Regions from separate parts of the Capra hircus genome. Here region 1 is linked to region 2. The links are chromatin contacts, called in public Hi-C maps. All regions are on one chromosome and are shown on one strand. Each heading gives the region's core, a stretch centred on a gene start, on an enhancer-like site or on the middle of the called end of the contact. The rest is flanking DNA. Distances are from core to core; before and after follow the strand shown. Region 1 holds the start of LOC102184483 (gametogenetin-binding protein 1-like). Region 2 overlaps LOC102170832 (ubiquinol-cytochrome-c reductase complex assembly factor 2).

What was found. A called contact is a pair of places that touch in the nucleus more often than the background predicts.
Region 1: a Hi-C map of blood shows a contact between it and region 2, with 4 times the contacts expected there. The contact joins the promoter of LOC102184483 here to the enhancer-like site in region 2. A contact is called at or near these places in 3 of 5 Hi-C or Micro-C datasets (all in blood).

The regions. Positions count from the first base shown.
Region 1 is chr23:40,965,796-40,968,693 of ARS1.2, reverse strand. It overlaps LOC102184483 (gametogenetin-binding protein 1-like), which reads left to right and starts at 1,634. Exons shown (of 7, transcript XM_018038695.1): 1 at 1,634-1,972; 2 at 1,974-2,092. The coding sequence starts at 1,634. BAK1 (bcl-2 homologous antagonist/killer) reads right to left here and starts at 578. Exons shown (of 6, transcript XM_018039207.1): 1 at 332-578.
Region 2 is chr23:40,869,417-40,872,483 of ARS1.2, reverse strand. It overlaps LOC102170832 (ubiquinol-cytochrome-c reductase complex assembly factor 2), which reads right to left. Exons shown (of 4, transcript XM_013973846.2): 2 at 2,177-2,251; 3 at 1,315-1,414. Among named protein-coding and RNA genes, the nearest start is that of IP6K3, 59 kb to the right of the region's middle. Within about 2 kb of position 1,568, at least 3 of the 5 cell types and tissues checked have an H3K27ac peak or open chromatin away from gene starts, as enhancers often do.

The DNA.
Region 1 (2,898 bases), core at 385-2,884, 96 kb before region 2:
TCCTGGGGCAGCAGGAAGCACTGTAAATGGTCTCCTGCTGCCCTTGACCTTGACTCTGACCTCCACTCCCATTCCCCAGACTGCTAAAGAACCTGGCTCTTTGGCACGCGATTCTCGGGCAGCCAGGGCCAGGGCAAGAGGGGACGCCGCCTCAGGGGCAGCCTGAGGGAGCCCCGGCTGGATCGGCCCACCATCGAGTGTTGGTGGAGCCGCCCAGGCAAGCTTCGCAGTGGTGTCCCCCTCCCCAGCGGGCTCCCCAGGGGCTCCCTGCCTCACCCTGGGCCTGGGGCTGCCCAGGGAGGGGGGCATGGGCAAGACTCTCCCGGCTTACCTCCCCGGACCCTGGCCCAGGCCCGGGATGGCCCAGCGGGGCGGAGGCCAGAGATCCTGAGGGGTCAGGGGCTGCTCCCAGGGTTGCGTCCCCACGCCTGGCTTCCAGGAAGGGGAGTCAGTGGATCCCTGATGTCTGGAGTGCAGCCTCTGCCGGTCCCAGCGCGGCCCTGGGGGACCCACGGGGCCGCGGCGATCATAGAGGCGCCGGCGGCTCCCGGCTCCCACCAGCTCCCTCTAGAGGAAGTCGCTCGGTGGCCGCCGGATGCGAAGCCGCAGCCCGTGGCCTGAGGCGGGTCTGGGCTCTGCAAGAGAAAGTGGCTTCCCTCCTCCTGCCCCACGGCTTTTCCCCCGCCCTGGTTCCCAGCCCTAATTCTTGATCTGTCCCCTGCTCCCTTCCGTCAGTGCCAGCAAAACAGCCAGGATGGGGCGGTTCCTTGAGCCCCACTCTGTGCCAGGCACTTTAAAAGCCCTTTGGACGGACTTCCTTGGTGGTCCAGTGGCTAAGACTCTGTCCTCCCAACACAGGGAGGTCTGGGTTCGATCCCTGGTCAGGGAACTAGAGCCCACACGTAGCGACTAAGAGTTCACTTGCTGCAACTCAGACACAGTGCAGATAAATAAAAAATATTTAAAAAAATAAGCGCGCTTTGGAACAACCCTGGGAAGTTGGTGCAGTGGGCCACACCCATCTTTCAGGGGATCAAACTGAGACTCAGCTGGTTTAAGGAACCTCTCCCAAGGTCACTGAGATGGGTTTATAATCAGGTCTCCAGGAATAATACTAAATTGAGATTCAGCGTGCACACCAGGCACCTATCTTGGTTGTTTCCACAGAGGAAATGTGACGTCCCCCTGAATCTGCCGGGCAGGTACGCAGAAAGGGGGGCACAGTGGGCCCGTGCCAGCTGGACGCTGAGAAGGGAGGGAAGGGGGAGGGCAGCCGCCGGGGAATGAGTTGCTTCCCAAGGACAGCAGCGGCTGCAGGGGAAGGACAGGCAGGGAGGAGAGAGCCCTGGGCCACCACCCCATCCTCAGAGCTGGGGTTCCTCTGGACTTCGCTGCCTGCCCCCCTACTGTCTCCTGGGGCCTCCCCAAACCCTCAAGCCCTCCCACCCCAGCTGGCTCCCTAGGCCTTGTCAAACCCCTGCCCTCTCTGCGCCCAGCGAATCCCCCCTCCCCCCTTCTGCCTTCTAGAACTCCTGGAAGTTTCCAACTGGAGGTTTTCCTCCTTCTGTTCTTCAGCAGTTGGTCCTGCGGTGGCTGCTGCGGCCCCTCCCTCTGAGTCAGGGACCCTCTCAGGATGGAGGCCCCTGCTTCAAGCCCTCGGCCCCGAATTTTGGGCCGCTCCCCCATGTTCTGCTTTTTCTGGAGCTTGGTAGGCAGCAAGTGCAGCCCGGAGAGCTCAGACAAGGCCTTGCGGAGGGGCTGGTCGTGGCCCCTGAGGGGGCAGGACGCCGTCCCCGTGATGGCCGACCGTCAGGGACAAGCTGGGAGGAGGGAGTCCAGGCCTCCCGCCACGCTGCCCTTCGCCCGCCCTGGGGCCCTGCCGCGGCCCAGCCCCTCGGGGCTGGAGATGGGGGACCCGGGGGCCCAGACTTGCCCCCCCGAGGAGGTCCTGAAGGTCATGGCTCAGGGCGTTAGAGGTGAAGCCAGTCCTGCCCAGAGGAAGCCAGGAGGTGCTGGGCCACTTGTCTGAGCTGGAGGAGAGGGAAGAGGCGGCCACAGGGGAGGCCTCAGGGAATACGGGGACCTCAGAAAGGTGAGGGGCTGGGCCGAGGATGGAGGAGCTGGGGGAAGCCAGGGTGTCAGGAGGGGGACGTGGGCCTGAGCTTTGAGGACCCGAACTGGGGAGGGACCAGGGGCTTCCCTGGTAGCTCAGCTGCTAAAGAACCCACCTGCAAGGCAGGAGACCCCAGTCTGATTCCTGGGTCCGGAAAGATTCGCTGGAGAAGGGATAGGCTACCCACTCCAGTATTCTTGGGCTTCCCTGGTGGCTCAGCCGGTAAAGAATCCACCTGCAGTGCGGGAGACCTGGGTTAGATCCCTGTGTTGGGAAGATCCCCTGGAGAAGGGAACAGCTACCCACTCCGGTATTCTGGCCTGGAGAATTCCATAGACTGTAAAGTCCATGGGGTTGTAAAGAGTCGGACACAACTGAGCGACTTTCACTATCAGGAACGGACTCCTCGGGTGGGCAGAGGACTGGGTGGGCATGGTCGTTCACATCAAGGGTGGAGAGGAACCTGGAGAGGCAGAGGGAGGCAGAGACAGGGCTCCTCCTCAAGTGAGGGGTAGTGCATAGGGGCACCAAAAGGCCAAGGGCACAGGCCAGGGACTAGGAAGGGTGCATGTGGGGTGAGCTGGGCCTCCCATCACTTGCCAGCTCCTTGCTGGGCCCCTCCCCTCCTCACGCCCCTCACCCTACTTTTGGGGGGATCATCCCCCTCTGTGATGCAGACCCCAGAGGGCAGAGCAGGGAGCAATGGGGAGCAGGGGGGGTGGAGGAGCTGAGCAGAGCCTCGGCAGGGGTTTGGGACCTTCACCACCTCTCGGGCCCCACCTGCC
Region 2 (3,067 bases), core at 319-2,818:
GGACCCCACCCCAGGGTGGACACACTCGGGACGGACACGCGGTCACATGTCAGCGTTTCCAGGCCCTCAGACCCTCACTACAGACAGCGCAAGGTGCTCTCCGGGCCTGCCAGAGGAGACAGTCGGTAACCTGATTCCAGAGTCACAACAGAAGTGTGAGGCTTGCTGTGAAAGCTCATCAGCCAATTTCCCAAGGCTGAGCTCCCCGCCGCCCCAGAACAGGCTGCAGCACAGGCCAGTTGGGGAGGTCTTGCGTCTCCCCTCTTGGCGTCCCTGTTCTCCCCCAACCCAGCGTCCCGAGGGTTAACAAAGAGGCTGAGCTTCTAGAATTCCTTTCTATTCTGATTTCAAGTTCAAACTTTGCTCAAACTCTTTGGGGCCCTCACAATAACACTGTGCATCAAAGCCTGTAACTACATGGGCCTGGGGCCAGGGGGATATACTCACTTGGATATACATGAAATTGCCAGTTAGGTGATTTTGCCTGGCCAAAGTGTCTTTACCCTAGTTTTTCAGAGAGTACTGTAATAAAAATAGGATCAGGGTCAACACACAATGGCAGATGACACCACTAGGTTTTAATCTGTTCAGATGGCTAAGAGTTTTCTGGAAGCCTAAATCCTCAAACCTTAGTGGCTGAAGGGTACCAGAGAAATAGGAAACAGAAATTTCTAGAGTACCAGAAGGCAAATGTTTCAGGGCCATGGCCTCCCAGAAAAGGTTAGCCTATTTTTAAATGCAGTGTCCTTGGCAATAAAAATAGTAATTTTCCAGAACCTGCCTGTTTCAACCCAGGCTCCCCCTGCCACCACCCGCCACGTGCCCCTCCAGTGACAATGGAGATGGGGAAGAAGGAGGGGCTGGGCGAGGCAGGGTATTTCCTTTCTTGTTAATCAGGGTCTGTCAAGGACTCCAAAACAAACCTAGTTAAACCCGTATCTAACCCGCAGTCCATGTCCCCATACACGTCCACTGAATGGCTTTTTGTTTTAATTAAAACCCTCATTGTTTATAAAGCCCTCTTAGGACCATAAAAATAAAATTATTTTCCTTCCATCCTGATTTCAACTACTTCCATTTGGCAAATGCATATTCCCCTGTTCCCTGCTGCCCAGTCTTGAATTTAAAAGCTCTGAAGATAAATTTGCTTTTTTTAAATAACGCCTTTGACCTTCTCCATATTCTATGACCAAAAAACATGAGCCCTGTAGCTTCAGAATTTCCTGTGGGCTATTCCACAAGACTTTTCATCAAGCAAAGCTGTCTTATTAGATGATTCCCTGTGGCCACTCAAAAACCCATTTGCAAACCCACCAGAAACAGCAGCAGCCGCGCCTCCCATACCTGTGGACAGGATCAGCTTGTACTCTTCCAGGGACAGGCCGCTGAAGCTTGTGTCTCTGGGGCGAGGGTACTGGTCACAGGGGCAGAGAGGAAGGGGGGAGAGGTTAGTTTCATGGCATACCCAGGGCCCACATCGTGGAGAGAGGCGAGCTCTCAAGGGCAGGCCCTGGGTGTCCAGAGGCCAGAGGGAGGGGAGCAGCGCCACCTGGAGGCCACACCAGCGCCATCCCGGCTCCGAGGCGAGCGCGTGGCTTGGAAGCAAGCCGGCGCCTGAGCCTCTGGAGACCCAGGCTGGGTCGGGAGGGGCCCCCGGGCAGTGCCATGCTGCTGCTCCCAGACCATACTTTGGGTCACGAGGATTTGGGAGAAATCCCCTTTTCATGCAGACTAGGCCTTCGGCCATGTGTATTTGTGGAGTTACTGAGCACATTTTTCAAGACTGGGGAAGAAACACAGTGGAATTTGACAGCAGACACATCAGGGCTGAGGAGAGGCCCAGCGTTTTCTGACAGGACTTCCTGGTCACCTCAACTTTGTCACCAGTGTGGTAGGAGGGTGGGCAAATCTGTGCGAGACCCAACAGCTGTCAGACATGCCCAGAAGCACCCCCTGGCATACAAAACGTGGCTTTTCTTCAAAACTGCCAACAGCTTTCATTTAGGTGACCTAAAAGCCTCTACCAAGTGCCTTAGTTGGCTTGAAATTACTGGTTACATTTGAAAGTAGCAAAACCACAATTCTACACAAAACATCATATAATCAGATTTCCCTCACTCTTACTGGCTGTCTCCAGTCAGAGGGCTGGGGACAGAAAAGCCTGTGGCCCACTCACCTTGTGTTTGTAGTAGTTTGAATGGAGGCGTGCCAAGCTCTCGTACATCTGATCACAGGCTTCAGGCTCTACAATCTGAAAAACAAAGAACCCTGAGAGAGTGAGCAAACGTGCCCTGCCCGCACCGGCCTGCACTGCGTACCTTAAGGAAGGACCCCACCTAAGCCAGGCCTTCCCAGGAAGCAGGCCTGCAGCGCGTACCTTGAGGAAGGGCCCCACCTAAGCCAGGCCTTCCCAGGAAGCAGGCCTGCAGCGCGTACCTTGAGGAAGGGCCCCACCTAAGCCAGGCCTTCCCAGGAAGCAGGCCTGCAGCTCTGTGCTGGCTTCTCCGACCACAGGTCCTGCTGTCAGAAATCTCCTTTTTGGAATAACGATTCCACCTCAGCAACCCCCCAACCTGCAGAAAAACTCAACCGGCAAATCAACATTTGTGGGGCACCCGTGATGTGTGAATCAGCCAGCCACCGAGGCGGGAGGCGTGCAGTGAAAATCCAACATTGGCAGGAGCGCCGGGGGCAGTGCAGGCTGCGAGAAGGCAGAGCAGGTGCGTTCCCGCGTGCCCCAGTGGTCGGCAGGTGACGGACGTGGGGCTAAGCGGGGCTCTGCAGAAGGCACAGGAGTTGGGGAGGGTGGAGCGAGCCTTCCCGGTGGAGGGGCCGCCTATGCCTCAGAGTGGGCCGCCTGGCTGCGGGCCTGAGCATGCACGGGAACAAAAAAGAGAGCTTTTTGAGTTAAACCTTCACAATACAGATTCTCTTATGAAAGGCCAAAAAAAAAAAAAAATCATCTGAACTTTCACCTGTGGTGAGTAGGGAGCTGCTGAATTTGTTTTAGGACGAGACAGGTGAACTGAGGAGAACCGAGAGCGAGCGCCAGTCAGGCGCTGTGAGG